3 separate regions of the Sus scrofa genome follow, and regions 2 and 3 are each linked to region 1. The links are chromatin contacts, called in public Hi-C and HiChIP or PLAC-seq maps. All regions are on one chromosome and are shown on one strand. Each heading gives the region's core, a stretch centred on a gene start, on an enhancer-like site or on the middle of the called end of the contact. The rest is flanking DNA. Distances are from core to core; before and after follow the strand shown.

The links. Hi-C and Micro-C count contacts between places; a contact is called where the count stands out from the background. HiChIP or PLAC-seq counts read pairs in DNA pulled down with a chosen protein or histone mark.
Region 2: a contact with region 1 is called in an H3K27ac HiChIP or PLAC-seq map of skeletal muscle. The contact joins the enhancer-like site here to the promoter of SAMD4A in region 1. A contact is called at or near these places in 5 of 5 promoter capture datasets (fetal liver, fetal skeletal muscle, liver and 1 more), 22 of 47 Hi-C or Micro-C datasets (alveolar macrophages, brain, embryonic fibroblasts and 13 more) and 2 of 2 datasets of contacts at active chromatin or transcription factors (alveolar macrophages and skeletal muscle).
Region 3: a Hi-C map of retroperitoneal adipose tissue shows a contact between it and region 1, with 2.4 times the contacts expected there. The contact joins the enhancer-like site here to the promoter of SAMD4A in region 1. A contact is called at or near these places in 2 of 5 promoter capture datasets (liver and skeletal muscle), 25 of 47 Hi-C or Micro-C datasets (adipose tissue, alveolar macrophages, brain and 15 more) and 2 of 2 datasets of contacts at active chromatin or transcription factors (alveolar macrophages and skeletal muscle).

The regions. Positions count from the first base shown.
Region 1 is chr1:183,913,992-183,916,691 of Sscrofa11.1, reverse strand. It overlaps SAMD4A (protein Smaug homolog 1), which reads right to left and starts at 1,355. Exons shown (of 13, transcript XM_021102232.1): 1 at 992-1,355.
Region 2 is chr1:184,119,824-184,122,523 of Sscrofa11.1, reverse strand. SAMD4A (protein Smaug homolog 1) reads right to left here. Exons shown (of 13, transcript XM_021102232.1): 10 at 1,136-1,337. Among named protein-coding and RNA genes, the nearest start is that of GCH1, 140 kb to the left of the region's middle. Within about 2 kb of position 1,298, at least 30 of the 83 cell types and tissues checked have an H3K27ac peak or open chromatin away from gene starts, as enhancers often do. A contact at or near this core is called in embryonic fibroblasts, fetal skeletal muscle, omental adipose tissue and 2 more, where this site is marked.
Region 3 is chr1:184,137,640-184,140,339 of Sscrofa11.1, reverse strand. It overlaps SAMD4A (protein Smaug homolog 1), which reads right to left. Exons shown (of 13, transcript XM_021102232.1): 13 at 218-2,700. Among named protein-coding and RNA genes, the nearest start is that of GCH1, 130 kb to the left of the region's middle. Within about 2 kb of position 1,304, at least 35 of the 83 cell types and tissues checked have an H3K27ac peak or open chromatin away from gene starts, as enhancers often do. A contact at or near this core is called in adipose tissue, brain, fetal liver and 4 more, where this site is marked.

The sequences.
Region 1 (2,700 bases), core at 106-2,605:
ACCCCACCCGGAGTGGCCTTGGGGGCTGTGCTTGCGAAAGCCCGCACCAGCAACAGATCTTCCTCGAGCAGAAAACTTGCAATGCGGCTGCGAAGGGGCGCGGGGGTGGGGGTGGGAGCTAATGCAAAGCAGAGGCTGAAGCAGCAGCAGCCAGAGTTCCTTCCTCCTCCTCCTCCTCCTCCTCCTCTTATTCCCCCTCCCCCCCTCCCCTTCGCCACCACCTCCTCCTCCTCCCGGAGAAGCAGCCGAACGGCTGCAGCTCCATCTACAGCAACAGCCAGCATCTCCACCGCCAGGCGCCCCTCTGGATTTAGGCCGTGAGCGGCCGCGGCAGCAGCTCAAGACAAAAATAAACTCTCCCCACCCAAAGCTCCGAGCCCAGCGGGCGGAGGCTCAGCCGGAGCCCCGGCTCCCCCGCGCCGTGCCGCTCCAGCCCACCCGGGATGTCTCCGAGGGCCTACTTCGCCCTGAACGATCAAATGAGTGCGTGCGTGTGCGTCTGTGTGTATGTGAGTATGTACGTGTGTGTGTGCTGTAGGCATCCTGCCCCCGCTGCCGCCGCCTACGGGCGGGTCTGTCCGGCCCAATGCCTCGCCCGCGCGTCCCAGGCCGAAGGCGGCACAGACACGAGCGCATGCCGAGCGCGGGTCTGCCGGAGCCCACAGCACTGCCTCCCCTGGTGGGCAGGGTGGCTCGGCAGGGACTGCGGCTCCACGACGCTGGCACACGCCCCCAAACGACTGACAAGAAGAAAAGTTCGGTTTCGAGGGCTCCCCCAGTCCTAAACCAGTCCGGGTGGCCGCCGGGGGTGGCGGCGGCGGCGGCGGCGAAGAGGGACTAGCAACTCAGCCAACCCTTGAGGGGCGGCTCACTCCCAGCATCCGGTTTCCCCGCTCCCAGAACTTCCCGAGCGGAGGGGGCACGTCCCCCGGGAAAAGGACCTAGGGCCCCGCGGGTCCCCTCCCTGGGGCAAATGAGAGAGGGCGCTCACCTCGGAGCGGTTCATCTCGGCGGCTCGGGGCCCCAAGCGCGGGTCCGGGACCGCGGCAACTCTCAGCGAGGTTGGGGACGCCCGAAGCGCGGGCTGCGGGCCATGCCGTCGGAGCGGGCGGCGCTGAGAGAGCGCAGCGCTGCGGGTCCCAGCCGCCGCTCCTGCTGTCTCCAGTGTCGGCTGGCGGAGGACTGAGCCGCCGGAGCCGGAGCTCCCCACATGCTACTGATTAACATACACCATTACATCATGGGCTTGGCAGGGAGCGCCCGAGCGGGGGGAGAGGAACCCGGGCGGCGGCGGCTGCACACTGGGGGAGTCGGGGGAGGATCCCCGGACCCGGCCGGCGGCGAGGGTGGGGGGCGGATTCCTTAGCGGGGACCAGAAAAGGGGAGGGGATCGAAGAGGGAGGAGCCGGATGGCGCAGTGGGGTAGGGTTGGAGGAACAGCGGGGGGAGGGAAGAAGTTTGGAGAAGGGGAGGGGTCCAAGTGAATTCCTCCCCTCGACCGCCCGCGAGTTCTGGAGGGGTTGGGGCGCTGGAGCAGCTGGAGAGCAGGCGGAAGGGGACTTGGAGGGCGCTGCAGCGGAGTCGGTGCTGCCACAGGCTGCTCGTCCTTGGGAATGTGGTTCGCCGACTCGGGTGACCCCTTGCCCTTACTGGGGCCCGGGAGTGGCAGGGTCCTGGGGTCACCAGCGCTAGGGGCGTGGAAGGGTTCCGGGGTTCGCGGACCCGAAGAGCGGAGGAGGCGGAGGGGCGGTATGCAACGCTGGACGTGCCTAGGCACCGGGCTCCGTGCGGCCCGTGTCCCAGGAGCGCGAAAAGTGCCGGGAAGCTCACCCCTCTCCTGGGTCGGGCCTTGGATGCCCTTTGCTCCTGCGCCGCTCTCCCCTGGGGAAGCCGCCAGACTTCTGGGGCCAGCCGGCGAGCTACGTCTGGCGCGCGGGCTGCAGCTGCGGACCTTGAGCGGAGACGAGCGCCTCCCCGGGCGGCAAGGAGGCAGACGAGGCCACCTGTCAGCGCGTCTGAGTCACCGGGCTGGGCAGCCTTTACCTGGACCTGCTGAGTGCGCGAGGCCGAGGCCCGGCAGGGGCTTCTTAGGTCCTGGCCGCGCAGAAAAGGAGGGGGATGGGGATGGGGCTGCGGAGCCGAAGCCAGACGGCACAGAGAGAGCTGGGAAAGCGCCCTCCGGTAATAGAGGATGGGTCAAAAATACACTAACACCTGAAAATCGCTTTGTCTTCTAACTTTAATTGATTATTCACAGGTAGACTTGATAACCAAATCCTTGCTATCCGTATTTTCGAGCATTTCTCCAGCACCTTGAGGTTTTGTTTATGAGTACTGAGAAATTAGTGAAACGCATGCCTCAAACCTGGCCCTCCCTGCTCTTGTTAATATAGTATTTTTTTTTTAATTATTGGAGTATACTTGACTTAAAAGTTGTTAATTTCAGGCATAGAGCAAAGTAAATCACACATATACATTTATATGTATTTATATACATATATATCCATTCCTTTTTGCTAATACGGATTTTTTTTTAAGATAAAGTATCTGAGATATTCTACTGATTAACACTTCCTTCTTTAACTCCAGCATATGTCCCTAGATTTTCAATCCTTCCTTCCTTCCTCAAACCTAGTTTTTGCACCGTTTAGTTCCTGTCAGACATGTAACAGTGCCTAACCATCTGTCGGGGGTATTGAA
Region 2 (2,700 bases), core at 49-2,548, 210 kb before region 1:
ATTTACTACAAAGCGAGGAGGAGAAAAAAGAACGCTCAGCTGGCAACAAGCTGGCACAACTCAGCTGGTGTGTTTCTTATGGCGCGGGTGTCCTAGTGGTGATTTCCTCTTGGACGGGTGTGGGGGCTTCCTGCAGCGGTCAGGGCGTGGGGGCTTTCTCCTACCCTGTGCTGCTTCCTTGGGGGAGTGAATCCTGCCTATTTCCTGTTTTTAAACCAAGCTGTCAACCCTCAGCTTCTCATGACAACCTCAGACCCACCTGTGTTCTTCTGACCCCAGCCCCAAATGGCAGATCCCCACGAAGCTGGTGCTGGGTGGGGTGGGGGAAGGGACAAATGGGTCGAGGAGCCAGGGGACAGAGGTCAGCTCTAAGCCACACAGCAAGAACCCCTAGGCAGCCTGGCCTTGATGGACTGGGAATGTTTCAACTCTCCCTCTGACAGCCTCTCTCAGGCTCCTTCCTGTGGCTTCTCTACCACAGCTGGGATCTTATTTGCCTCAGATGAAAAGGCTAAGAAAGCTTCTTAAATGCTCAGGCTCTTCTGGAAGCCAAATCTGGAAGGTGGTGGGATCTGCTGGGACAGGTCAAGGATCAAGGCAAAGAAGAACTAGGTCTGTGAGGCAGGGATAAATTAGGAATTTAGGAGTAACATACACACACTGCTACTCATAAGATAGACAAACGACAGGGACCTACTGTGTAGTACAGGGAACTCTACCCAATACTTTGTAATAACCTATATGGGAAAAGAATCTGAAAGAGAATATATAACACTGAATCACGTTGCTGTACATCTGAAACTAACAGAACACTGTAAATCAACTATACTTCAACAAAAATTGATTAGAAAAGAAAGAAGCCGTAGGTCTTGCATTTCTTCCTACAGGCTCCATGTGCAGGACCCCCACCGTTAAGGTGGTCATAGAGCATCCTAAAGAAATCCCTGGGAAGCCAGGTGCCACCACGGCCTTGCTTTATCCCCAGTGAAATGGTGCAAAGAGCCTCTGAGGCACAGGGACAACTGTCCTCGGTGGAGGGTCCCACCCCCAGGCCACTCCCCTCGCCTTGGGGTCATTATCTGCTGAGATGTCCTGAGCCTGGCTGGCCCACCCTCTTCCCCGGGGAGGAGCAGACCTGTCTTCCTTGTTTCATGATGGTGGGGTTGGCTGCGGTGTTGCGCTGCGTGGAGCTGACGAAGCCACTGGTGCCCAAGAGGCCAAGGCGGGCGGAAGGGACATTCCGGGCAGGGATCTGGTACTGGCGTGGGTTCCGTCTGCCCATGCCACTGCCCACAGAGCCGGCCGTCGGGAGTGAGTTGGACTGTCCAAAGCCACGACTGTGAAATCAAGCAGAGAAGAACCAAGGCCATCAGTCATCCTCAGCCCTTCCCAGCCCCTAGGTGCCTCCTTGGGGTGGGCTCACATTTTGATAGTTATGAGGACTATGGGGGTCAGGGCTCTATGACTGAAATGACAGCTTAATCTGAGCACTAATAGCACTGGGACTCTACGGTGATTCTGCAATCCTCCTGACAACCCGAGGAAGCAGGCATTCTATCCCTTTTACAGCTGAAGTAAAACAGAGAGCTTAATAATTTCCAGAGGTCACACAGCCATTAGGGTGCAGTGCTGGAATATGAGCCCAGTTTCACCAGTGGGATCTCCTTCTTCCGCTGTGTCACATGCCCTGAGCCCTCACGGGCCCAGCCTGAGGCCACACAGCAAGAAAGCGCAGCGCCAGCACCAGTGCCCCTTCCATCAGACCAAAGTCTGTTTCTCAGGTCTGGGTGGGCAGCCGACTTGCAGGAAGTGGCCTTTGAGCATAAGCTCCCCAAGAAAAAAGACGGCATCTGTCCTCATCAATCCCGAGGGGCCCATGCTTGGATAGGCTGCTGGCAGTACATGCAGGTTGAATGAATGAATGACTCGGTCTCTGCCGTCATGATTGCCTCTCCGAATAGAGGAGCAGACCCCACATTGGGGGCTCAGACTGCCAGGCTAAGACGAGGGATATGAGGATGAAGATGATGATGTTGGCAAGCGTTTTGGGCCCAGGACAGTGACCGTTCCCGGTGTCTCAGGCCCTTCCTGCATGAAGACCCTGGTTACACGCTTCGCCTGGGTCTGCGCAGGGAGGTGGCCGGGGACCCCTGGCATCAGGCTTGGACACTCTGCTCCCATTGGTCTGATGACCTCAGCGCCGAAGAACTCTTCCCCTGCAGCAGGGAGGGAGCACGGCAGCCAGCAGGGTTTCAGGAACCAGCACATTCTTTCCAAGAAGAGTCAGCTTTAGTCATTCACTGCTTTTTAAATCGAAATGCTTTACCTCCAATGGCCACAAGATGGAACAGACTTGCCTTGCACAGGGGCAAGTCACACAGGGGAGGTATGCACCAAGCCTGTGTGGAGACTCTGGGAGACAGGGCTGACGTAGTTTAACCAGAAGGTGGGGAGGGGGCTGCTGCCAAACAGTTATTTCCCGGGAAAAAGAGAGTTTTGCGTGGCGGGGGGTGGGGGGAGGCGGTGGAGAGGGGAGGGGGCGGAGCATCATCAGTACAGTTATCTCAGAAAATGTTTCTTTCCTCCCCAGAATTCCTACATTTCCAAGGAAGTGGGGGGCGGGGAAGAGAATTCCACAGTGAACTGGTGGCAACTGATTGTTGGGCTTGTGTTTTTCCACTTCTTTCCAGGCTTTTGTAG
Region 3 (2,700 bases), core at 55-2,554, 220 kb before region 1:
CTGGGAACCTCCATATGCCTTGGGTGCAGCCCTAAAAAGACAAACAAACTGAAGCAAAAAAACGTGGCTCATAGTCGGAAGACCAGATTTGGTAGAACAGTCAAGTGGGAATAGTTTACATGGATGTCAAGCTTATCCTTGCTGGCTGGCTTATTTCTAAGATTCAGTTCTTGTTTTCGAATCAATCATATTGACAAAAAGGAAAAAAGACACACACCAGTGTTACAAAACCTTGTATTAATCATTTCCCTTCACTTTCAATATAACGTTGATATGAAATATAGCCATGATTCTTAGTTACATGGGAGGAAATGAGTAATAAATACATTGTAGCAAGTTTAAACCACAAGGGTGTTTCACTGGTAACAACATTTGAAAACTGTACACTTGCAAAGAACAGCATCTTCAAACATTAGTATATCTGTATATCAGTAAAGCTTTTACATGTAACAAACATGCTATTTCCATATATGACAAATTTAAAAAATATGCATTGCTTGGCAACATGAACTAGGCAAAAATAGTTCTTTGTTCACTAACTTTATACAGGAAAACAGGACGAAAGGCATGCATGTACAAGAGGGATGCCTGCACGGGGCATGCAACAAAAGAAAGCTTTTTAAAAGTCAGCTTACATTAGGCATAAATACATGAGGGTTATATATTAATAAGGGAGGAAGTCTTCTGCTTGACATTATTAACATTCCTGTTTTCTTCCTATTCCTCCCAGAGGAATACACATTCACCTTTAAGTAAAGATAAAGGAATTAAAAAAAAAACAAACCTCACTTTGCAAACATCTCTGATGACTTGTGAAACAAAACATCAACATTAGTGTTATCACAGCCCCATGTGCAAATTATCCTTCCGCAGGGCCTTCTTGTAACAGGCACGCCCGAGCGCCTTGGGTAGGCTGCTTCCCTGCACCGGAGGCTGAGCCTGGGCCGCCTGCCTGGGACATGCGCAGAGGGCCACCGAGATGGGGGCTGCTCCTCCTCCCCAGGCTGCCCTCCTCGTTGCCTGCTGGCGCATTCAACCCAGCTCAGCCCCCAGCCCAGGCTCTCGGAGAGATCCCGGTTCCAGGCGGGGGAAGCACATCTGCAAACCGTGCACTGGCACTGCACACTTGCACAAGAGGTGCAGAAGAACAGAAGATGGGAGAAGGCTCCCAGTCCCTAAAAGGCAGCCAACGACACCTCAAAAGAAAACCATGTTTCCCTCAGTGTCTCTTCAGACGAAAGGGAAGGGGCCCCAGCTGCGGCTCCAATCCCGAGTACCAAAAAGGGACATCAATACCCAGGGTTGGAGAGTTTGGTGCAAACAGCCGTCCTCTGCAGGCAGACCCAGCAGCGTCTGTTTTGCTTGCTGGCCCTTGTTTAAAAAGTGAAAAACTCAAAAAGCATGTGGAAAAAACAAAACAAAACATATCAGCAGCAATGTTTCATTTCTTGTACACAGTTCATGTGTGTCTTCCTACTGTTTCCGGTAAGAAACCACTATGAATAAAAAGCACCAATAAAACATCATACATGATAACAATATTGTAGAACACCACTGTCTCTGGGACAGTGTGGAGATGTCAAATACACACTGCTTAAATCACAACAAGGGGAAGAAAAGGGAACCAAGTAGTGAAATAGATTTTACTCTGCGTTTTTTTTCACTTTCACTTTTTTTCACTTTCACTCTTTACTTAATATAAAACAGTTGCATTTAGGGGTCAATGGGTAAATACAAAAAAAGGCACTGCCGCTTTATTACTAAATATCTGACTTCACAGCCTTATGCATGCAACTGTTTGTTTTATAAATAAAGTTCTTTTGCCTTTAGGATTTTTAGATTGAGCTGTATACCTGCAGTCAACACAGGACTCAAAACAAAGTGGGGACAGGCTCCTAAAATTTATCAGAACACTCAACTTAAAAAAAAAATTAAAATGCTAATAGCAAAACACAACTAAGTAGATAAGTCTATACACAGTCAATGAAAAATAAGCTTTTCTTTTTTTTTTAAAAAAAAGAATTGTTGTTATTAATAACAGACTTTATCATGGTTACCAGCCATAGCAAGTTAATAACATATCCAAAATAATATCTCTAATAATCAGATAACCATTGTTTCTATATTCAGTGAAGGAATAAATAGAAATTCAGATTTGCAAATACTTTAAGGTCTTCTTCCTTTTAAAGGATTCATGCTAATGTGATTGTGTTCACAATCTGTTTTCTGAACAACCCAAGTCTTTATGGATATATGTGTTCTGCAGCAGATCTGAATGCTTTCTCATTTCTCCACGAGACGTGTTATACCTTTTTTTCCCTTCTTCTATTGACGCTCTAAGCATCCATGAAAACACCTTCACAAACCCTATGGTCTTGCCTTTGGCCTTCAACTTCTTTGACCTGTTCTTCCCAGCTCACACGTGATCGTCCATCCTAACACATTCCCCAAGTAACCCTAAGCTTGCTTAGCCAAGGGGTGTGGTGGATGAATGTTAATGGCACTTGGTTAAAAAAAAAAAAAATTAACTAAAAAACGCTGCCTCTTTCTGCACATGGATTTGCCTCTTTAGAATAGTCACCCAAGGAGAGTGCTCTCTTTTTCTTTTTTTAATGCAGTGCAGGATGTTGTGGATTTAAGCCTTCTTTGCTTGCTAAAGGCTCTCTACTGTTAAGATGTTCCCACGCTTTCGACGTTAAA